7 separate regions of the Mus musculus genome follow, and all the other regions are linked to region 7. A link is a contact called in public promoter capture Hi-C data. All regions are on one chromosome and are shown on one strand. Each heading gives the region's core, a stretch centred on a gene start, on an enhancer-like site or on the middle of the called end of the contact. The rest is flanking DNA. Distances are from core to core; before and after follow the strand shown. Region 1 holds the start of Zfp58 (zinc finger protein 58). Region 2 holds the start of Zfp87 (zinc finger protein 87). Region 3 holds the start of Zfp874b (zinc finger protein 874b). Region 4 holds the start of Zfp729b (zinc finger protein 729b). Region 5 holds the start of Zfp748 (zinc finger protein 748). Region 6 holds the start of Zfp874a (zinc finger protein 874a). Region 7 holds the start of Uqcrb (ubiquinol-cytochrome c reductase binding protein).

What was found. Promoter capture Hi-C pulls out the DNA fragments that hold promoters and counts their contacts. Capture Hi-C pulls out chosen DNA fragments and counts their contacts.
Region 1: a promoter capture Hi-C map of second pharyngeal arch cranial neural crest shows a contact between it and region 7. The contact joins the promoter of Zfp58 here to the promoter of Uqcrb in region 7. A contact is called at or near these places in 5 of 39 promoter capture datasets (the C10 cell line, cranial neural crest, hippocampal neurons and 2 more), 2 of 115 datasets of contacts at active chromatin or transcription factors (bone marrow-derived macrophages and memory CD8 T cells) and 1 of 9 other capture datasets (adipose tissue).
Region 2: a promoter capture Hi-C map of pre-B cells shows a contact between it and region 7. The contact joins the promoter of Zfp87 here to the promoter of Uqcrb in region 7. A contact is called at or near these places in 16 of 39 promoter capture datasets (the 3T3-L1 cell line, the C10 cell line, the HPC-7 cell line and 11 more), 2 of 115 datasets of contacts at active chromatin or transcription factors (bone marrow-derived macrophages and double positive thymocytes) and 3 of 9 other capture datasets (adipose tissue, liver and macrophages).
Region 3: a contact with region 7 is called in a promoter capture Hi-C map of liver, with 2.4 times the contacts expected there. The contact joins the promoter of Zfp874b here to the promoter of Uqcrb in region 7. A contact is called at or near these places in 10 of 39 promoter capture datasets (the 3T3-L1 cell line, the C10 cell line, cranial neural crest and 5 more), 1 of 484 Hi-C or Micro-C datasets (CD4 T cells), 1 of 115 datasets of contacts at active chromatin or transcription factors (bone marrow-derived macrophages) and 2 of 9 other capture datasets (adipose tissue and liver).
Region 4: a promoter capture Hi-C map of second pharyngeal arch cranial neural crest shows a contact between it and region 7. The contact joins the promoter of Zfp729b here to the promoter of Uqcrb in region 7. A contact is called at or near these places in 5 of 39 promoter capture datasets (the C10 cell line, cranial neural crest, frontonasal cranial neural crest and 2 more), 1 of 484 Hi-C or Micro-C datasets (CD4 T cells), 1 of 115 datasets of contacts at active chromatin or transcription factors (memory CD8 T cells) and 2 of 9 other capture datasets (adipose tissue and liver).
Region 5: a promoter capture Hi-C map of adipose tissue shows a contact between it and region 7. The contact joins the promoter of Zfp748 here to the promoter of Uqcrb in region 7. A contact is called at or near these places in 6 of 39 promoter capture datasets (the C10 cell line, cranial neural crest, hippocampal neurons and 3 more), 2 of 484 Hi-C or Micro-C datasets (cerebral cortex and uterus), 2 of 115 datasets of contacts at active chromatin or transcription factors (bone marrow-derived macrophages and intestinal villus epithelium) and 4 of 9 other capture datasets (adipose tissue, liver, macrophages and 1 more).
Region 6: a contact with region 7 is called in a promoter capture Hi-C map of liver, with 2.9 times the contacts expected there. The contact joins the promoter of Zfp874a here to the promoter of Uqcrb in region 7. A contact is called at or near these places in 6 of 39 promoter capture datasets (the C10 cell line, cranial neural crest, liver and 2 more), 1 of 115 datasets of contacts at active chromatin or transcription factors (memory CD8 T cells) and 2 of 9 other capture datasets (adipose tissue and liver).

Annotation. Positions count from the first base shown.
Region 1 is chr13:67,498,942-67,502,035 of GRCm38.p6, reverse strand. It overlaps Zfp58 (zinc finger protein 58), which reads left to right and starts at 1,514. Exons shown (of 4, transcript NM_001007575.2): 1 at 1,514-1,665.
Region 2 is chr13:67,524,504-67,527,589 of GRCm38.p6, reverse strand. It overlaps Zfp87 (zinc finger protein 87), which reads left to right and starts at 1,359. Exons shown (of 4, transcript NM_133228.3): 1 at 1,359-1,513. The coding sequence starts at 1,508.
Region 3 is chr13:67,482,782-67,485,756 of GRCm38.p6, reverse strand. It overlaps Zfp874b (zinc finger protein 874b), which reads left to right and starts at 1,504. Exons shown (of 4, transcript NM_001076791.2): 1 at 1,504-1,616. The coding sequence starts at 1,611.
Region 4 is chr13:67,608,011-67,611,000 of GRCm38.p6, reverse strand. Zfp729b (zinc finger protein 729b) reads left to right here and starts at 1,294. Exons shown (of 4, transcript NM_001163246.2): 1 at 1,294-1,428. The coding sequence starts at 1,423.
Region 5 is chr13:67,551,876-67,554,848 of GRCm38.p6, reverse strand. It overlaps Zfp748 (zinc finger protein 748), which reads left to right and starts at 1,697. Exons shown (of 4, transcript NM_001035231.3): 1 at 1,697-1,818. The coding sequence starts at 1,813. It overlaps 9430065F17Rik (RIKEN cDNA 9430065F17 gene), which reads right to left and starts at 1,647. Exons shown (of 5, transcript NR_131100.1): 1 at 1,596-1,647; 2 at 1,220-1,275.
Region 6 is chr13:67,449,950-67,452,995 of GRCm38.p6, reverse strand. Zfp874a (zinc finger protein 874a) reads left to right here and starts at 1,372. Exons shown (of 4, transcript NM_177712.4): 1 at 1,372-1,484. The coding sequence starts at 1,479.
Region 7 is chr13:66,903,588-66,906,922 of GRCm38.p6, reverse strand. Uqcrb (ubiquinol-cytochrome c reductase binding protein) reads left to right here and starts at 1,573. Exons shown (of 4, transcript NM_026219.2): 1 at 1,573-1,630. The coding sequence starts at 1,612. It overlaps Gm10767 (predicted gene 10767), which reads right to left and starts at 1,508. Exons shown (of 3, transcript NM_001177750.1): 1 at 1,302-1,508. It also overlaps a transcript of Mterf3 not described here.

The sequences.
Region 1 (3,094 bases), core at 265-2,764, 600 kb before region 7:
AAGCAGGTCAGGAAGCAGGAGCTGATGCAGAGGCCATGGAGGGATGTTCCTTACTGGCTTGCTTCCCCTGGCTTGCTCATCTTGCTTTTTTATAGAACCCAAGACTACCAGCTCAGGGATGCCACCACCCACAAGGGGCCTTTCCTCCTTGATCACTAATTGAGAAAATGCCTTACAGCTGGGTCTCATGGAGGCATTTCCTCAACTGAAGCTCCTTTTTCTGTGATAACTCCAGCTTGTGTCACGTTGACACAAAACCAGCCAGTACAACAGCCAAAAGGCACAAGTTCCATAGGTAAATAGGAAACATTCCATATATGCATACATGGATAGAAAACCTCTGCTTTGTAGAGAGGAACTTGGGAAATATTTGGATTATGTATAACGTCATATAATGCAGTCCATTGAACAACCTTTTAAAGGAGTTACCATTCTGAGCTAGATAAAACTACACAGTCAGGTCATGTGCCTCCCTGTAAAGGATACATTAATGAAGGGTCCTGCACAGCTCTGGGGTGGGGGATCCTTGTTAGTTCATATTGTTGTTCCTCCTATAGGGTTGCAGACCCCTTTAGCTCCTTGGCTACTTTCTCTAGCTCCTTCATTAGGTGCCCTGTGGTCTATCCAATAGATGACTGGGAGCATCCACTTCTGTATTTGCCAGGCATTGGCATAGCCTCACAAGAGATTGCTATATCAGGGTCCTGTCAGCAAAATCTTTCTGGCATATGCAATAGTGTCTGGGTTTGGTGGTTGTATATGGGATGGATCCCCAGGTGGGGCAGTCTCTGGATGGTCTTTCCTTTCATCTCAAGAGCTGAACTTAACTTTGTTCAATTATTAAAACCACCTGTGTGGTCTTGGCCCACTTCCTGTACTGTATGGGTTCCAATGTTCACAGGAATAGTTTTACCAGTTGTAGAATCTGATATATATATGACTCACACCGGGTATCAGTACAGAAGAACAAGAATTATTTATGTAGCATAGTGTTGAGCCAAAGCCATTACACCCAAAGGCTTTTACCTTAAACTAGCTCCCTATCCATCTTATTTAGAAATAAGGTCTCTATAAATAGCCCAATCCAACCTTGGATCCTGGGTCCTTCTTCCATAAGCCACCAGGCAGCTAAGAGCATAATAAGGCACATCAATGCTGGTTTGAAAAATCATCTTTAAAAGATATTTTTTTATTCCCACACTAGTGATTGCTTCGTCGTGCTGATTTTTTTTTTCAAGGAGTAGTAAGATTAAAATCACAACACATGGACAGGAAAGGACCTGAAACCCTAATATTTCTGTCAAAGGCTCGACTCATATTCATATATCTCATGTTGTGGATCTGGAGATGAAAACCAGCCTGACTTCCCAATGGCTGTCAAGCATAGTAGGCTTCTTTCTCTCATACACTCCTGTGGGTTGCCAGTGACAAATCCAGGAACAGCCCTAGCTGATTTCCGGGAAATTCTTCGCACAGACTTGTGGGAATTGTAGTCTGGCCACTGTGTCGTCACAGGGACCTGCTCCGGAAACAGTATTTAATTGAGTCTGAAAGTGTGCTGTTTCTCCAAAGTTGGGTGAGAGTGCTGTCCTGCTCAGCTCTCGAGTTGCATCGCTGACGTAGAGGTTGGTCCAGGGAGCAGCGCAGCCTGAGGCATTGTTCGAGGTGCGGGGATCCATCTGGCAGCGAGTAGAGCAGCGATGGGTGGGAGGTCGGGAGAAACTGACCTGCGCTGTCCTTACATTCTGGTCCATAAAGATACTGGTCAGGGCTGGGGAGAGGGCGTGTCTGACGGTGCCCTGATTGATGTTTGTCAGAACTCTGAGCACAACGCGAGTCTACCGTGGGCTTCTGGGACAGGAGTGCAGGATGGTTGCACGGGAGTGGGGTATGGTGTAAAGATCAGGCTTGGTGGGTCAGCTGACGAACTTGCATCTCAGGCGGTGCTGAGAGCTCACTTTCCCGCTTGGCTGGGGAGACTTTGTTACTAGCTGAACCTCACTCTCAGATGAATCTTGAGGTTTTCTCAGTTCATCTAAAATAGGTGGGTTTTCTGCCTCTCGAGCGTTTCACAGCACGCCGGTATGATCAAGGATTGTCATCGTTTTTCTCGGCCAGTCGGTGAATTAAACGGGTAAGAAAAAAATCAGAGACACAACAGGTCGTAGCTGGGAAATTCTGGGGCACCGTGGACAAATCTACCAGAATCACCTGATAAAGAAAAGCTTTGACTAGGGCTGAGGGAAAACAGGTGCGGTGGGCACATGGAGAGAAGCAACCACTGGCAGGCAGAGTGAGGGGTGGGGAAGCTGATGTCCCGCTTCACCTTCAGGGCTGGCGTTTCTTAAGCCTTTGAAGGGTTCCATCCCTAAGTTTTGGTTGATTACTTTTCAAGAAAGACAGGATGTCTACTTGGCCCACAACTGTTGTACAAACATTCTTCGATCTGGTCTTGAACTTGAGCCAGTCCATTAGCAGGGACCCCCGGAGCAGTGGGGGGAAAGCTCACCTTGTTTTAGGCTGCTAAGCGTTTGTGTGAGGTCAGCAGGGTGAGGGAGAACTTAAAGAACGTTATGCATTTATGTAATTTAAGGTAAACGGACCTCATTCCCATTCTGGAATTCTCCTTGTCTGAAGCAGCCACAGTGGTTTACACCCCTCCCTTGCTTTTCTGCCTCTTGCATGGCTTCTCCTTCCTTACACTGCACATCAAAGTGTGTAGAATGCATCTCTAGTTAGCCAAAACAGAAACCCTGCTCCTGCTCCTCACGTGGGGAATGAGAGCCAGATTTACATGTGGCATCAACCAGTGTACTGGCTAGTTTTGTGTCAACTTGACACAGGCTGGAGTTATCACAGAGAAAGGAGCTTCAGTTGGGGAAATGCCTCCACAAGATCCAGTTATAAGGCATTTTCTCAATGACTGCAACTTTTAAAGCCCCATAAGACAGAGTAATGAAAATCTGTGTTTCTCAAGTTTATCTCATGCATACGTATTTGGTTTCTATTCAATTCTGTCCAAATAACATCTGTAATTTTTCTCAATGGCCTCTGACATCATCACTTAGACGACCAAGACCTGGACGCCATTATC
Region 2 (3,086 bases), core at 110-2,609, 620 kb before region 7:
TCCTCATTAAGGGGGAGTTTTATGGGTAGTGCCATTCTAATGCTAGAGGTGGGGGGAGGGAGTTTCAGGCTGCTGCAGGAGGACACAGCACAGAAACCAGCTGTCTGTGTAGCATACTTGTCTAGGGCTAGAGGGAAGATGGGAGCTTCTGGCCAGGGGGGTGGGGGGTGGGAGCAAAAAATGCAGAGACAAACTGTGCACAACACTAAAGTATCTCTCTAGTATCAGCAATTCGGAGGTTACAACACATGCTTAATCACTGCAAGGAGAACTAAGTAGGAAAAGAGAAGTTGAGTTCTCCACAGTGATAAAAATACCATGGATAGTGGTAGCACATGCCTTTAATCCCCGCACTTGGGAAGCAGAATCAGGGGGATCTTTGAGTCCAATGCAAGCCTGGTCTACAGAGCAAGATACCCCATGCCTAATGCAGAGAGAAATTCTACAATGGATGATGGACCAGAAGTCCGTACAATGCTAAGAACTGTGCCCTCCTTGGGAGAGAAGCAGAAGAGATACTCACAGGCTCAGAGACCACCTGCTGTTAAACACTTCTCTGTTTGTGGTGAACCAGGGAGACGTGGGTGATGTTCTGGTATAGTTCTCATAAAATTAAAGTTCTTATGCAGATTAATGAATGAAAGTGTAAGCAAGGGACAAATGGAGAGATCAAGGATCCACCAATGGATTCTGGAAAGTCTTCACATGTAAATGTGAGGGTAGTACTTATAACCTCGTTCAGAGATTTTTTTTTTTTAACGTCTATGTCTCTGACCTACCTCCTTCACTGTATGGATTCCAGTGCTCACAGGAAAGTGTTTTTGTTTGTTTTCCCAGCTGTGGAGTCTAATGCATGTATGCTCACAGGCTTGTCAGCACACATGGAAAAATGGAGTATGTACAAGTTGAGCATTAAATTAAGTCTTCCTTCATTCTAGGCACGTAGTCTACCCCCTTTGCTAGTTTTGTACTTTGTATTTTGAGACAAGGTCTCTGTAAAGTGCCTAGAACGCTTTGGATTTGTAATCCTTTCATTTTAAACACCGAAGTTGATGTCAAAAAGCATCTCTAAGTAATAGCACTCACTCCACTTTAGCCTCTTGTTTCCTTATTTTAAAGTACAATTAAATGATTGTCAACTTTTGGTGCAGGTTCCAATTTTATAATTAGTAGACGAGTTTTTAAACTACAGTTTGACCAGATACAACTAATAACCCCTCCTATCAAAGCCTCAACGGATGTTCTAGCACGTCCGTTTTACAACCGGAACTTTTAAAGCAGCCTGACTGTGGGCTTTTGTCCCAGTGCTGACACCTCTCCTTTCTTTCCACCCTCCTCCGCTGTCAGTAGGGAGAACACAGAACTCTGGGAAATGTAGTCGTGCCCTCTGTGACGTCACAAGCAGCCGCTCTGCGAACCGCACTTCCGCATCCCGTCTGCAGACGTTTGTCTTCCCCTAAGTTAGCGGTGCTGTGTCCTGCTCCTCGCTCTCGATCGGATCTCTGACATGGAGGTTGGTCCAGGGAGCAGTGCAGCCTGAGGGAATGTGCAGGGGAGTGGTCCAGCTTGGAGGGAGCGGAGCCGAGGTGGACCAGAGGCAGGGAGAAGCCGAGTTGGTGATGCTGTGCTGCTGACCTAAGCTGGGCCAACTGAGCCTGGATGCAAATCTGGGTGGGGAGAGCAGTATGGGGGTGGCGCTGTGAGTGAAAGCTTTGTTAGGACGCGGCTGTATACGCTTCTGGGGTGGGAGAGCTGGCTCTGTAGCACAGAAATGTGGAATGGTGGAAGGTTCAGTATTGCCCCCCCGCAGGGTGGGCCGGCCCTCTCCTTGCGCCAGAGGTGTAAATGGGAGCCCACATTCCTGCTTGCCTTAGGAAGTCTGTTGGCTGTGATCACTTGGCCACTTGACTGTGGTCAGATTTCTCAGAACTTCTAGATCGAGTGGAGATCTGGCACCTCCTATTTATGGCCAGCCTAATATTCTTGGTTTGAGTTAATAGCTGCTCCTCGTTTCCAGGGACAGAGTTCTGCTAAGGAGGTTGGTGTATAGGATGTTAGTACCATTCTCTTTGGAATAAATTGTTAGGTTTTTTTTGGTGTGTTGTTTTGAATGAGAATATTTCATGGCCACCTCCGTGATCTATATCTTCACACTTAACACTCACATGTAGAGACAGTCTAATGTTCTAAAGGAGAAGGCTTATTCAGGATATTATTGATCCTACATTGTAGAGTAAAATACTAGAAAATACCGTATCCACTTATGTCAGAGATTGTGTAATGTCAGAAGCTTGGACTCCTTTTCTGAAACAAATGAGGGGGTGATGGGAGCAGAGAGATGGCCTGGAGATTATTAGTGACTTCGGGGAAAGGACTTGAGTGTCCCTGGGGAGGAGAAGTGACCTTGAATACCTAACAGTGTTTACGTTGCTCTTCAATTGTGAGCTTCTCTTCTATCTCTGGACACTGCACATCTAAACCTCCCTTAACAACTACTCTATCACTGCCCCGACTGTGGCACTCAGGTTCCCTGTTGCTCCCTGAACATTTGCCAGTTTATCCACGTCAGAAAGATTGAAAGGTGAATTTGAAGAGCTTTTGCTCAGTTAGGGTCCCTTGCCCATAATAGACTCCTTGGCCTGTCTCTTGTATAGTTTTGTAGTTCACAACACTTTAAGTCAAATCAAGTGTTTGTGTGGCATTAAAGCCTATTATTCATAAGGAACATGGGTTTTAAGCCACCTTCAGTATGAATATTTCTGTGGACTATGTAACTGTTATGTAAAAGACAGAGACTTCCTAGTTAATGTCACTGGCCTACAGGACAAGAACAGCATTGTGTTTTCCATTATCTAAAGTGGGAAGAGTACACTACCTTGTGAACCAAAAGTGGTTTCCTAAGAAGTAGGCATGAAGCAGAGGCATGCTGTCCTGTAACTTACAGACCTTTCCAGTATATATACTTTAAACACACCTGTGATTGAAAGAAACCAAACCAAACCAAAACTGAAGCCTCTTCTTGGAGCATCCTTGTTATCTCTGCATTGTGAAGTGAAGGCGGGGGATTAGGACTTCAAGGTCATCTT
Region 3 (2,975 bases), core at 255-2,754, 580 kb before region 7:
TCAGGTTCATGTAAAGGCCAAGTTCCAAAGTGAGGTACAGTAACTAAGAGAAATATTTCTGAGACTCACTAAAACTAACTTTCTTACATGTAACAGTAATCTTCAACTCCAATAGTCCCGTACAAAAACACATACAATCCAGTTATTATATTTATAAGCAATAAACCTAGATTGGCAGAACTATACTAACTTATCCCCAGCTAGGAGACCGTTGGTTATCTGCAGTTTCTCCTGGTCACGTGGTTCAGCTCCATCTTAGCTGCTGCTTCCTCCTCTCCTGTCATCTCTCCCTCCCCATCTCTCGCTCTCCAAGATCTCCTCTCTCACCTTTCCTCTCCACGGCCCAATCACAGGCTTTTGCTTTTATTGACCAGTAAATGGGGAGAAGATTCACAGGAGAGCACCTGAGTACTTGATCCACCACTCTCCCGGGGGCCACCCCTCTTGAGGATGCAGAATTAACATGAAAATTCAAACAACATCAGGACAACCCACAACACTTACATAAGCTAAAGGTTGAAAATATGGACAAAGGATCTGCGATGGATCTGGGCGATCTTTACTGATAAACAACAGAGAGGAGGACTTTAAAATTGTTCGATACTCCGGAGGCAGAGGCAGGCAGATTTCTGAGTTTGAGGCCAGCCTGGTCTACAAAGTGAGTTCCAGGACAGCCAGGTCTAAACAGAGAAACCCTGTCTCGAAAAATCTAAATAAATAAATAAAATTGTTCGATGATTTAGTCTGTTTCTCTTGACTAACCTCCGACACGAATGGATTCCAATATTCACATGAAAACGATTTCCTGCAGTGGCTTGTGATCTGTGTACGGCTTGTAGTTGATTTCTAGAAGAGCCATTGCACAGGGCATCCAGAGTGATGGCGCTTAAGCCTTGTGGTGATCTCCTGTAAATAATCCGTGATTGTTACCTAAAATCCATGGCATTGTCTTCTTTGGGAATATCAAAAGCTTAGCATAACCTCAGTTATAAAACAATCCTGGTAAACCCGACACATTGGCTGTCAGTCCATCAGAAGCTGATTCCCCGGCGGCTTTTGCTAAAGCTTATCACATCCTGGAGTGTCTCTATCTCTTACCATCTTGGTAACTCAGTACACTGACAAATATTCACACAGGGTGTCAATACAGGAGAACGCGGCTCACTTAAGTATGTGCAGTACTGGGTATTAAGCCAAAGCCTTGAGGCAGTTTCCTCAAATAGCTGTAAATTTCACCGGAAATGAAGAAATTAAGAACTTTGCCAAGAAAATCCTCTGCCCCTTTAAGCTGGACCACAGAAACTGAGGAATGCACTCGGCTCGTTAGAACTGGGCTCAGTTCGTGGCCTCCATGCTTCTTAACTAGGCGACACTAACTAGGTGACAGACATCAATGCAGAAATCCAGGACCATTTTGTAGTACAACTCACTCTCCTAAGACTCCTGCAACGCCATCGCACAGACTTGTGGGAAATGTAGTCTGTAGCACGGTGACGTCACAGATCGGTACTTTGGTAAACAAGAGTTCAGCTTTTGGTAAGCATGTGCGGCTCTTATCCAAAGCTGGGCCAGACTCTGGTCCTGCTGTGCTCTCCCGTTGGATCTCTGACATGGAGGTTGGTCCAGGGTTCAGTCACCCCAGGGTCTGTGCGGGGTGCATAGGTCCGGAGGGAACAGGGACCGGGTGGAATGGAAGCTGGGAGGAGCTGATTTGGAGGAGCTTTCTGGACAGGGCTGGTGAGAGGGCGCTGCGGGGGTTAGTGGGACTGACCTCTGTTTAGACCGACAGAATTCAAGGAATGGAGAAGCTTGTAAGTTCAAGGATTGCCTAGGCAATGTTGGCTGGGTGAAGGTCTTTGCCTGGTCATGGTGATTCTGGGCGTTCACTTTCCAGCTTTCTGGTGGAAGTATTAGCTGGGTCACTCTCACGTGGATGTTACTGGATCGCTCAGTATGTTTAGATAAGAGGAGATCTGGTCCTTTCTGTACTTTATGGCTGTCTGTTACGGAGTTCAGGACCACTGAGAAAGATCACCAAATAAAACTAGGAATTAAAAGGTAAAAAACAAACCAACGAAACAAAACTGCTTTATTTAGAGCCACAATCTCCTTTGCCAGTTTGAGAACTGCTGCAAAAGGGTAGACAGGGGTTGGAATTCTTTAAGTCACAAAACACAGTTGTCTCAACTTGGGATGGTCTGCTTCATAAGGCATTATATTTTTTGTTTGTTTTCTGAGCAAGCACAGCTAAGAGAGATTAAAAAAAGCAGAATGCATGTCCGGTTACTATTGTTTGCTGTTTGTTTTTGTTGCTGTGTTGTACAACGCTCAGTTGGAAATGGAGCTAGTCTTTAATTCATCGCACATGCAGTTATTCTTGTCTTGCTTTGAGGTGACAGAACTTGCTAGGTTCCAGGGTCAGAGTCCTGAAGGGAGCATTGGTGTACGTGATATTTATCCCACTTTCTTTGAAATGAATTGTGGATTTAAAGAAGATTCACTTGGAATAGGAATCCCTCATGGAGGCTGTTCAGTTCCTCACTTGAAAGTAGCTTGACACCCATGTTTGCTAAAAGGATATTGAGCTGTTTCTCTTTTTTTTTTTTTTTTTTTTTTTGGTTTTTTCGAGACAGGGTTTCTCTGTATAGCCCTGGCTGTCCTGGAGCTCACTTTGTAGACCAGGCTGGCCTCGAACTCAGAAATCCGCCTGCCTCTGCCTCCCGAGTGCTGGGATTAAAGCCGTGCGCCACCACGCCCGGCTTGAGCTGTTTCTCAATGGAGGATTAATTAAAATCTTCCTAAGAAAGACAGATTTTAAAAAATTGCCTCCAGGGTTAGGAACCTTAGAGGTTGTAAAGCATGGGATTGTAAAATCTGTCACAAGGTGTTAACAAAGGACACCAGAGGTGCCCTCACTGTAAGATTGCACACACACTGCCTGTTTCAGTTCCTGACCCTTGGTCAAACTCTTTCGT
Region 4 (2,990 bases), core at 45-2,544, 700 kb before region 7:
GGGGGATGACAGACCACTCATGACCTCATTCTAAACAGACATGCCAATCAAATGTCCAGGTGAATGTACTGTTTGTTGACTCTAGTTTTTCTAAATTAAGGAATCTGTTCTGATCCCTAGGCAAACACACTCCCTAGAGAAGAATATTTGGATAGGGATTTTGCACAGTCTCTGCTCTGAAACAGCTTGCTTTTAAATTATTATGCCTCAGGGAAGTATGAAGTCTTTTCTGTAATGCCATTTGTAGCTTTAACTCAAGCATGAACTACACAGGAATAAACCTTCTTACGAAAAGATGGGAATTCTCAATACTCCAAGTTTCCAGTCTAACTTCTTTAATACATCACCTCATTTTACAGTGATATGAGCATATTTCTGATACCTTTGTATTCCACGGGAAACTATCTCAGTGTTCTGCTTAGGAGAAGTGAGGGAAGTGCAAGGCAGCTACCAGTAATGTTCAAGTATTATCAAATGTGAATGATGACAGGATCAGTGGAGACAGGAAAATCAATAAGGAACATCAAACCAAACACAGAGGGAAATTGAAGAGCCAGTACACTCACCATTGTGATCCAAGGAGCTCTGCCCCTCCTCTTGGGAGAGATTCAGAGGAGGAAAGCAAGTGCTCAGAAAACACTTGGTGGTGACTCAGTTTGATTTCTAATTCTGTCTTAAGCACCTGGGATGGTTTCCATAGCGTCTTAAAGAGATAATGCCCACTCTTATATTAACTTCCTGCTTTCATATTTTAAGTAAACCATGAAAGCATGAATTTTCCACTCGGTAGTAACATTCCATAAGTAGTTCTGTACTTTAAAAAAACAAAACAAAACAAAAAATCGAAGCTTTAAAATCACAATGTTTTAACAGAGATAACAAGGAAATGCGATAAACATTACTATGAAAAGCTCAGCTCACAGGCTAACATCGCGTGCTGTGACCAAAGACTTTTTTTTTTTTTTTTTTTGGTTTTTTTTTTTTTTTTTTTTTTTGAGACAGGGTTTTTCTGTGTAGCTCTGGCTGTCCTGGAACTCACTTTGTAGACCAGGCTGGCCTCGAACTCAGAAATCCTCCTGCCTCTGCCTCCCGAGTGCTGGGATTAAAGGCGTGCGCCACCACTGCCCGGCAAACAAAGACTTTTTTAAACGCCCACTTTCCCTGTTGCTGCCACGTGCGGCAGCCTGGTTCTTTCCAACTTCAGCTGCCCACAGCTGGACTGCAAGGCAGGCAATGCACAAGACCTCTTGGGGGGGGGGGGGGGTTCCCTGTAAATCCTTCCAACTGACTTGTGGGAAATGTAGTCCCGGGTCCTGTGACATCATCAGAAAGGGCCGCCGGAATCGAACTTCCTTATTCTTCAAACTTCACTCCTCAAATGTGTGCAGTTGTCCTCCTCAGCGCTGCATCTGGATTTCTGACATGGAGGTTAGTGCAGGGAGCAGCGCCATCTTTCAGGTCTGAGGGGCTGTGCAGGGTGGCAGGTAGGGCACGGAGGGAGCTGGCTCGGGCTTGTTGTGAGGCAGGAAGCTGCTGACCTAGGCTGGGCCGCTGCGCCTGGGCACAGGTTTGAAGGGGAGAAGACTGAAAACAACAGGATGGCAAGGGCAGGCTGGGTCTGCTGACTGCCTGTTCCTGAGATGCTGACAAGAGCGCACTCATCATTACCTAGCTGACCCCTTCTCACGTGACTGTAGTCAGATTCTCAGGACATACAGAGCACTTGGACATGTAGCGCCCTCTGTATGTTATGTCCTAGAGTCTACTTCTGGTTTGAGCTCAAGCAGCTTCCTAAAGTTCCTAGTGTCCAAGGAGCAAGAATCCTGTGAGGGAGGGCAAACTGTCGTGTGGGATGTTAGTTCCTTTGGAACGAATTGTTCGACTCATGGATGCCCTGATTCAAATAAGATTTTCTGATAGACACCTTTGTGACCTGAATGCGACAATACATGGCTATAAAATCACAAAATAATCTTGTAGTTGGTATGAAGCACTGTTTGCAAAATCCAAATAAATAGGATTTTACACTAAAGATTAATAACTAGACAATAATACCTCAACAGTTCTGAGTATGTGTTGTGTCCAAAATTTGGGCTCCTTTTCAGATGTGAGAGACGACTTGGTGTGATGAGAGACCTCAGGGTGGGGTGGAAAGTCTGAAAGGGAAGGGGGAAATGGCTCTGCTCATCTGTCAGGCTCTGTGCATTGCTTTCTAATCTGCCAGACTCTGTGCATTGCTTTCTAATCTGCCAGGCTCTGTGCATTGCTCTCTAATCTACTAGGATCTGTACATTTCTCTAATCTGCCAGAGTCTGTACATTGCTGTCTCTTCACGTGCTTTTCATCTTTGTGTTCACGTTATCAGCAGTGTCTGAACTCTTTTAAATTTTCCTTTGTCCCTCAATGTGACATTCAGGTTTAGTGACACACCCTTCTTAATAGTTTTAGAAAGAATTCTCCAATTTTTTCAACTGTATCTGAAAAGCTGTAAGATATGGCTGGAGAGATGGCTCAGTGGTTAAGAGCACTGCCTGTTCTTCCAAAGGTCCTGAGTTTAATTCCCAGCAAGCACTTGTTGGCTCCTAACCATATATATTTGGATATGATGTTCTCTTCTGGTATGTCAGCAAAAGAATGCTGAAAGAAAGAAAGAAAGAAAGAAAGAAAGAAAGAAAGAAAGAAAGAAAGAAAGAAAGAAAGAAAGAAAGAAAGAAAGAAAGAAAGAAAGAAAGAAAGAAAGAAAGAAAGAAAGAAAGGAAGGAAGGAAGGAAGGAAGGAAGGAAGGAAGGAAGGAAGGAAGGAAGGAAGGAAGGAAGGAAATACTTGGGGTATTATGGTTTACACATAGTAGGTTTATGTTCATGCAAAAATGCACAGTTCTCCTCTTAAAGGGTTAAGAGAATAGTTTATTCCAGAGTTATTTGAGTAGCCATGATCTGAGAACATATATTTAGTTTAAACCAAATTCCATACTCCAACATGGAATCAGT
Region 5 (2,973 bases), core at 448-2,947, 650 kb before region 7:
TGTGAAGGAGATGGGTGTTGTTTTTAGAAGTTATGTCCTTCTAAAATGAAAGCAAAAAGGACCAAATACCCTGTACCTGACTGTGTGCTTTCATCACTAAGGCCCAAATATTTGTAAACCCTGAGACTTCTTAATCACACTCTTCTCTCCAAATTGAATTCATATTTGCAGAGACTGTATTATTCATTCTTATCTATAGAAATATTGGCATTTGTGTCACCTAATAGTTATTTTTATTTTTTTCTATATGAGTACACCATAGCTGTCTTCAGACACACCAGAAGAGGGCACTGGATTGGGATCCACAGATAGTTGTAAGCTACCACGTGATTGCTGGAATTGACCTCAGGACCTCTGGAAGATCAGTCAGTGCTCTTAACCGCTGAGCCATCTCTCCAACCACCCTCCCCAACCAGTTATTAAAACTCCTTCTTAAACATTTCAGGGAAGAATAAAAAAGGACACAAGTAAGTTTCTTTCTTTCTTTCTTTCTTTCTTTCTTTCTTTCTTTCTTTTTTTTTTTTTTTTTTTTTTTTTTTTTTTTTTTTTTTTTGGTTTTTCGAGACAGGGTTTCTCTGTATAGCCCTGGCTGTCCTGGAACTCACTGTGTAGACCAGGCTGGCCTCCAACTCAGAAATCTGTCTGCCTTTGCCTCCCAAGTGCTGGGATAAAAGGCATGCGCCACCACTGCCCGGCAGGACACAAGTTTCTTATTAAAAAAAAAAAAAAAAAAAAAAGACTTTCCTTCTCAGCTGAGATTTAGCTTCCTTGTGAACCACTGTCCGTCACGAGTCCAGACTCTTCTTTCTAAAAAGGTTTGTTCTTTGGTCTTTGGCATGACCAGTACAGCACTAGATATTTACGAGGAGATAGGAGGTCCCAATGGTGCCAATCTATCTTTATTCATTCATTCATTATTTCTATGTTCCCAGTTAGATTCTCTGAGTTCTTTACAAGTGAATTCTAGAGAGCTGGGCTTTTAATTTTGTTCTATAATTTTAAATCATATCTGTGCACCTTGACCTGTGCACTACACTGTATGGATTCCAATGTTCACACTAAGACTTTTTTTCCAGCTGTGGCAAACTGGTTATTTTATTTAACTACAGGACGAGATTGTCTATTGTAGTGGTGTATTTATAACTAAAGCCTTCTTCATCCCAGGCAAGCAGGGACTTTACCCCTAAGATGCTCAGTAACCCTTTTTTGTAGTTTGTACCTTTTGCCCAGGTTATCCTTGGATTTGGCATCCTTCTGTCTTAAGCTCCTGAGCATCTGCGAAGACACGGAGTGACAAATAGGCTGATTGTAAAATCATCTTAACAGAAAGTGGTCATTTCCATACAATTTTTTGCTGATTTATTTTAAAGTTAAATTGAGTCAACGTGAATTTTACATATGGAATAAACCTCATAATAAGTAGACTTTGAGTTTTAAATCAGTACAGATTGACCAGAAATAATCAGCAAACATTAGAGTCAAAGGCTCGACTCACATTCAAACATCTCCGGTAGTGAACCCGGGATTTTAAAAGCAGCCCGACTCCCTATGGCTGTCCCAGTGCAAAAAATGCTCGCGTTCCCATCCATCCTCACCTGCAGAGGTGAAGAAACACAGGAAACACACACGTCACCAGCCTGTTTTCCTGGCGCCTCGTCGCACAGACTTGTGGGAAGTGTAGTCTTCCGTTGGATCGCTTCACAAGGAGCCATTGTGGAAACGGCACTTCCGCATTGCGACTGCACTAGTGCATTTTCTCTCAAAGTTGGGCGATTCTCTGGTCCTGCTCCGCGCTCGGCTTGCATCGCTGACATGGAGGTTGGTCCAGGGTGTCGCGTACCGCTGCAGGTCGGAGGGACCGAGGGCGGGTCCGGCCCGGAGGCGGCGGAGGAGGGGTGGCCCGGAGGCGGGAAGAACAGACTTGGTGGAGCCCTGCTGACCTAGGCTGGGCCACAGCGTCTGGAAGCCTGCTGGGGCCGGGGAGAGGGCATGCGGTTGGTGCTGGAAGTGAACGCTCTTGTGAGCTCAGAGTAGCTGCCTGGGTCTCTTATAGAGGCTGTATTGGTAAGAAAGGAATTGGGAATATGAAAATCCAGGATTGCTCGGACAGGCGGGTCTGCTCGTAACCTGTACCTGGAAGTGGTGGTGGTGGACTCATACATCTCAGATTGGCTATGGACCCACGCCTTCCCCGCGCTTGTCAGTTTTCTCAGGACACCTAGACCAAGTGGAGATCTGGCCCCTCCTGTACTTTATAGCCGGCCTAATACTTTTAGTTTGTATTGATAGAAGTTCATAGAGTTACTAGTTTCCAAGGACGGAGAGTTTTGCGAGAGAGATTGATGCATGGGATGTTAATCCCATTTTCATTGGAACAGAGATTTATGGACTGCCGTTTTAAATAGGAATACTTAATGATCACTGCTGTGACCTGAATCCTCAGACTAACACCCCCATGCAGAGCTAGAATGATCCCCTAAAGGAAAAGATTCTAGCTTTGCAAAACAAGAAATTACTGATCCTGCACTGTACTGGAGAAGAATAACTCATCCAATTCCATTGGGAATTATGATGCCATTAGTTTGTGGGAGATGAGTTGGCTAGAGGCTACAAGGGTGTCTAGGGATTGACTGTAAGGGGACAGAGGTGCTTGAGTTTCTCTGGGAAAGAGAAATAGTCCTGCCTACCTGACCGGATGCTTACAGTGCTCTCTGATCGATCCCATGGTTTTCTCCCGTCGTTGTCCACTGCATACTGTGTCTAAAACTGTCACTAGTTGTGGGATCTGTGTTCCACGAGTGCCCTTAAACAGTTCGTCCGGAACCGTTTCTCCCAAGTTTTTATACTGGGTCAAAAGAGTAAGAGATGACTTTAAGAGCTATGGTTCACTCGGGATCCTGTAGTTTTTTCACAGTGGGCTGCTCACATAGTCTTTTGTTTGTACAAGTGAAAATATGAGGGAAGGAATTACTC
Region 6 (3,046 bases), core at 123-2,622, 550 kb before region 7:
CCTTTAGCCATCTAGATGCTTTTGCTCCATGGATGTTCTCATTGTAGCCGGATTGAGAGGAAGGTGAACCTGGATGGTCCTGGTGTGGCAGGCCTCTGATGGGCTGCCTTGGGCTGTATGGTTGCGAACCTGTGGTTCTGTATGCTTCAGGAGTCTCAGGTTTGATGAAGGTGGGCAGATATGTGGCAGGAGAATGGAGGACCTCTCGGATGGCGGGCTGCTCCAGCAGCTTGGCTTGCCCCAGAGGACTCAGATAGCAGGGAAGAAGGGTTGGGGAAGGGAACCTTACCTGTGGTTCAGGAGTCTGATGGAGGTGAAGGAGAGGTGGCAGGAGAGTGGAGGTTCCCTGGGTAGTAGGCTGCTCAGAGCAGCTTGGTTTGGCCCAGAAGGGATTCTGTTATTTCCAAGGAAAACTGCCAATATAACATACTATTTCCCTCTCTCCTCCTCCTTTTTTTTTGGGACAGTCCCAGTACAGGCCTCTGGCTCTCCTAGAACTAGAGTTTCTCCTGTCTCTGCCTCCCAAGTGATTGAAGGCATATCCATAACATCTGGCAAGTTCCTTTTGTCTATTTTTCTATTTTTTTTTTGCAAGCTTAAGTAACATTTTATAATATGTAGAATGAAGATTAAAATAAACATATTGATGAGCAACAACTTGTAAACTTAACAAACAAAACATGGAAAGGCTTGATTCACAAATATCTTCTGTGATGAATCTGGATATTTCTGGTTTTGTTGTTCTTTGTTTTGTTTTGAGACAGGGTTTCACTGTGTAGCCCTGGCAGGCCAGGGACTCACTGTAAACAAGGCAGCCTGGAACTCAGAGGTGCCTGAATTTGCTTGCAGTGAGCTGGGATTAAAGACACCGCAGGCTGTGAATCTTGAATGTCAAAAGCAGCCTGAGTCCCTGCTTTTGCTCTTTGTCCTCTGTGAGGAAACTTTATTGTGTGCCGGGCACCCGCTCTTAAATTACTAAAAGATAAGTTCCTGGCAACTTCCCTCCTCCAGAAAATTGTAAAACTCTTTTGAAATGATTAACGCATGGTCTGGTTTCTGCAAACTAGCTTATTGCCACTTAACTGGCAGTGAGGTGGTTCCTCAAATAGCTGTAAACTCCACGGAAATTAAGGAATTAAGAACTTTACAGTGAAAATCCGGAAAAGCGGCACCTTACATAAACATTCGGCTCGTTAGAACTGGACACAGTTCATGGTCTCCTTGTTTCCTAAGTAGGTGACACTACATTGCAGACACACATCAATGTAGAAATCCAGGACCTTTAAATAATACAACTCACTCTCCTAGGACTCCTGCAACGCCATCGCACAGACTTGTGGGAAATGTAGTCTGCAGCACGGTGACGTCACAGGTCTGCACTTTTAGTAAACAGTTCATCTTTTAGTAAGCATGTGCGGCTCTTATCCAAAGCTGGGCCAGACTCTGGTCCTGCTGTGCTCTCCCGTTGGATCTCTGACATGGAGGTTGGTCCAGGGTTCAGTCATCCCAGGGTCTGTGCGGGGTGCATAGTTCCGGAAGGAACAGGGACCGGATGGAATGGGAGCTGGGAAGAGCTGATTTGGAGGAGCTTTCTGGACAGGGCTGGTGAGAGGGCGCTGCGGGGGTTGGTGGGACTGACCCCTGCGTTAGACTGACAGAAATCAAGGAATGGAGAAGCTTGTAAGTTCAAGGATTGCCTGGGCAGTGTTGGCTGGGTGAAGGTCTTTGCCTGGGCATGGTGATTCTGGGCGTACACTTTCCAGCTTTCTGGTGGAAGCATTAGCTGGGTCACTCTCACGTGGATATTACTGGATCTGTCAGTAAGTTTAGTTAAGAGGAGATCTGGTCCTTTCTGTACTTTATGGCTGTCTGTCACGGAGTTCAAGACCACTGAAAAAAACTCCGAACAAAACTAGGAATTATGAGATAAAACCAGCCGGGCGGTGCTGGCGCACGCCTTTAATCCCAGAACTTGGGAAGCAGAGGCAGGCGGATTTCTGAGTTCGTGGCCAGCCTGATCTACAAAGTGAGTTCCAGGACGGCCAGGGCTACACAGAAAAACCCTGTCTCGAAAAACAAAACACAAAAACACACAGAGAAAGAGAGAGAGAGAGAGGGAGAGGGGGAGGGGGAGGGGGAGAGGGAGAGGAGAGAAGAGAGGAGAGAGAACCAAACAAAAAACAACCCAAACTGCTTTATTTAGAGCCACAATCTCCTTTGCCAGTTTGAGAACTGCTGCAAAAGGGAAGATAGGGGTTGGAATTTTTAAAGGCACACACCACAAGTATCTCAACTCTGGGGATTTTCTGCTATGTGGGTTTTTTTTTTTTTCTTTTTTTGGTTTTTTGTTTGCTGTTTGTTTTTGTTGCTGTGTTGTACAACAGCTTAGTTGGAAATGGAGCTAGCTTTTAACTATCACACATGCAATAACTCTTGTCTTGCTTTGAGGTGACAGAAATTGCTAGGTTCCAGGGTCAGAGTTTTGCGTACTGGAGATTGAGGTGTGTGATGTTTCCTCCACTTACCTGGAAATGAATTGTGAATTTACAGATGGTTCACTTGGATTAGGAATCTCTCGTGGAAAGTGTTTAATTCCTCACTTGAAATGACACAGATGTTTTCTGAAAGGATATTGAGCTGTTTCTCAGTGGAGGATGAACTAAAATCTCCCTAAGTAAAACAAGAGATAAAACTTTTGCCTCAGAGGTTGTAAGCCTGAGATCGAAAAACCTGTCACAAGGTGTTAACAAAGGACACCAGAGGTGCCCTCGTGTTAACACTGCACACACGCTGCCTGTTTCAGTTGGTCAAACTCTTTTGTAAATGTACAGTTCTGATTTATAGGTTTTGTGTACATATTGTCTGTCCAGAATGACTAACCTACTGTTGAACCAAACATCTATGTTCCCCAATAAATTCTCTGTGTTTCTGGATGTCATAGCCTCTTCAGTCTCTCCTAGCTGAGAGACTGTAAGTCTGGCCCTGCTGTGAAGAAGATTTTTTTTTTCCCTTCAACATCTCAGTGTTAGATCCTGGTTTTCAACAT
Region 7 (3,335 bases), core at 324-2,823:
GCTTTATTACTGAATAATTTTGTCTACATTTCTGTTTTTTTTTTGTTTGTTTTTTTTGTTTTGTTTTTTTTTTTTTGAGACAGGGTTTTTCTGTATAGCCCTGCTGGCTGTCCTGGAACTCACTTTGTAAACCAGGCTGGCCTCGAACTCAGAAATCTGCCTGCCTCTGGCTCCCAAGTGCTGGGATTAAAGGCGTGCACCACCACTGCCCAGCTCATTTCTGTATTTTTGACATTAAATCCAGTCCAAAATTCAGAAAAGATAGTTGATGTCAATGAGAGGGAAACCAAGAAATAATAAATAGTATCTACCTCAAAAAAAAAAAAAAAAAAGACCACTATCGAGTCATAGTAAAACTCAACAGTAACTCCACTTTCTGTCCTTAGTTTTTTATTTTAGACTCTACCTGTTGGGGTTGAGATCTTGAAAGCACAGTCTATAGTCTTTCTGCTTGCTCCATTTTTAATACTATATGCAAATTCTAAATATATCTTAGGGGTTTTGTTGTTGTTGTTTTGTTTTAGGTAAGGTCTTGCAGACTGATGCCAGATTCACTATGTAGACAACTGTAGTCTTGAACTTGCAGGGATCCTCCTGCCTCAGACTACTGAATTCTTGGATCTTGCATGTGCCATTTACTCCTACCTTAAAGTTAATATTTTTAAAGCTTATCCAACCTAACTTTCTACTAAAATTGTTTGATAGGGATTTTTAGGTGGGGAAAGTGAAGCCTAGAAGCTGAAAGTTATCTGGGATTGGTTGTGCAGCATATGATCCTAGAAATAAGGAAGCCCGAATTTGAAACTGGATTTCTCAATTCTAGTTAACAAACAAACAAACAAACCTGGACTCTACCCAATTTCAATGCCCTTGGATAACTTATTGAACTTTTCTGAGGCTCAGCTTCCTTCTCTCTTCAATACTGATAGCACCAGTAATTACACTGATGATTTAGAATTAAATGAGAATATAGCCACACTTCTGAACCCAAAGATTGCAGACCTATAGATTGAGTCTACCACAGATCGGGAAGGGGTATATCTGTGTTAACTATAAATGTTCATTATACCTGTGTTACTTCCAAAATAGTGCAGTATAACAGTTATTTGTGTGGTGCTTACTTTATATTCTGTATTAAAGTAATCCTGAGGTGATTTAAAGAATGCAATAGTGTATACATTATATTAAAACACCGCACCATTTGACATAAAGAATTTGAGCATCAAGCGTCCTCTAGCGTCCTAGCATCCCCTCCATGCATTTTGAGATGCGGTTTGCCTGAAAATCATTTACTACATTACCTGTCTCCAAGACTCCATTTATTCCGCAAAGGTTCTTTCCTATAACAGAGCATTGAATAACACTGTCTCCTAATTTCGCAGTACTTTCCCCATTGTGTCGCGAAGAATGTTTTTTGTAACAAGGCACACAAAAAGATCAGCCTAATGTGTGGAGTCCATTCAGGTAGGAAAGAGTAAATGCCTTCTGCTGGCGGTCAGAGCAGCGCCTGCCCCTCCCTTCCCCTTCCTAAAGTATCCAGGACGCCTGCGTAGGAGCCCGGCGTGTCCTCTAGGACTTACCCAGAAGGCAGCGCTTCACTCTCAGGTCAAAATGGCGGGCCGATCTGCTGGTGAGTAATTACTCCTCCTTTGTGGGTATCGTGGAGCGGTTGTATTTTCTCACGAACTTGTTCTCCTTTTGCGTTAGCTAAATAGCTAGTTTGTGATAAGAGACGTGGCGACCCAGCAGCTCAAAGGACAGGTTTCGCTGAGCCAGGTCGGGCCTGCCTGAGGGTTAGAACAGGGACCTCTGCCGGAAGGAGCCCAGCGGGGCTGACCGGGTTCGGCCTCCTTCCCCTCCGCCTTGGGACAGCTTAGGGAGGTGAGGAGGTCAGCAGACGACAGCCACAGCGAGTAGTGGGGAGCATTTGGAGTCAGGCGCAGGCCACTTCAGTGACAGTGATCGGAGCAAACAGCGCCCGAGCCCGCATGACGCTCCTAAGACTTGTCAGAAGAATTAAAAGGAAGTAAGATAGGGTTATAGTGAGGTTTCAGGTTAACCTTGGCATATCTGGACGGTGAGCTGGGGCTGCAGGGCTGTAAGGACTTTTGTTTAATGTAGGCACTAGAACAAATTTGAGATAGAGTGCCAGAATGTTTTCACATCAAATATTACTCACCCTCTCCCCTCCTATTTTTTTTTAAAGCTTAATCTTTGCCCACTGATGGTATACGTTGGAATAGTCTTTAAAAACAATACTGATAACCTTCTCACAGTCCCTGGAAATTCTGAAGGCATTAATTTTACCCATTTGACACAATTTTAGGAAAAGTATTCTGTTTTGTTGAGTTTAATACTTACGTAAGCCAGCTTCCTTTTCTGCAACAGGCTTTTGATCTATAATGTGGCAAACAGAGTAGTGCCTGACACATTTGTTAAGTAAATATTAATCGATATTATAATCACTGCTGTGTTAACAATTTAGTTCTTATGCTTTTTTTTAATATTTTTATTTTTTGAGCCAGGGTAGCCCAAGTTAGCTGTGTATTGAAGAATGACCTTGAACCTCTGATTCTTTTTTCCTCCACCCTAAAAATGCTGGAATTGCAGGAATGAATCACTATGCATGTTTTATGTAGTGCTGGAGTTGGAGCCCAGGGCTTTGTGGTGTATGTTAGGCAAGCAATATACCAACTGAGCATTAGCCCTTGACAATTTAAATTTCTCTTAGAAACAATTTTATGCATGACTTCTAATTTAAAGGTTGGAGGAAGCCATGTAGTAATCTGTACTGAGGATTAGGAAATTAGAAGGAGATAATAAGAAGGGAGCCTCTTTTTCCTTCTATGGTAAGAAAGTAGCCTTAACGCTTAGGGACTGAGAATATAGCTCAGTTGGTAAAAAGTTTGCCTTGCAATGTAAATACTGGCCTGATTTCGGTTCTCAGAACCCATTTTGTTTGTTGAGCTTTTTCTTTTTAAATAAACTGAGTTCCATTATATGAGACACGTCTCAGTAGCCCTAATCCATGCTTTTAATCCTAGAGCTGGAGACAAGGAAACAAGTGATCTTGGGGTTCACTGGCCTTTTAGCCTAATGTACTTGGCACTTCCAAGCCAGTGAGAGATGCCATCTCAAAAATGAAAAGGATGACAACGTCCTCTGGCAGTCACATGTTCCCTCCCCTACCCCTCACATTTTAAAAAGAAAGGTTAAGCTTGCTCTATCTTCTTTCTTGTACCACGTCTGGTCAACATCAGGCACTCTCCTGCTTCCTTGCCTCTTCTCCTTTACCTCTCTCAGGCTCAGTCTTCTTCCCCAAATGGTTTAAGTTT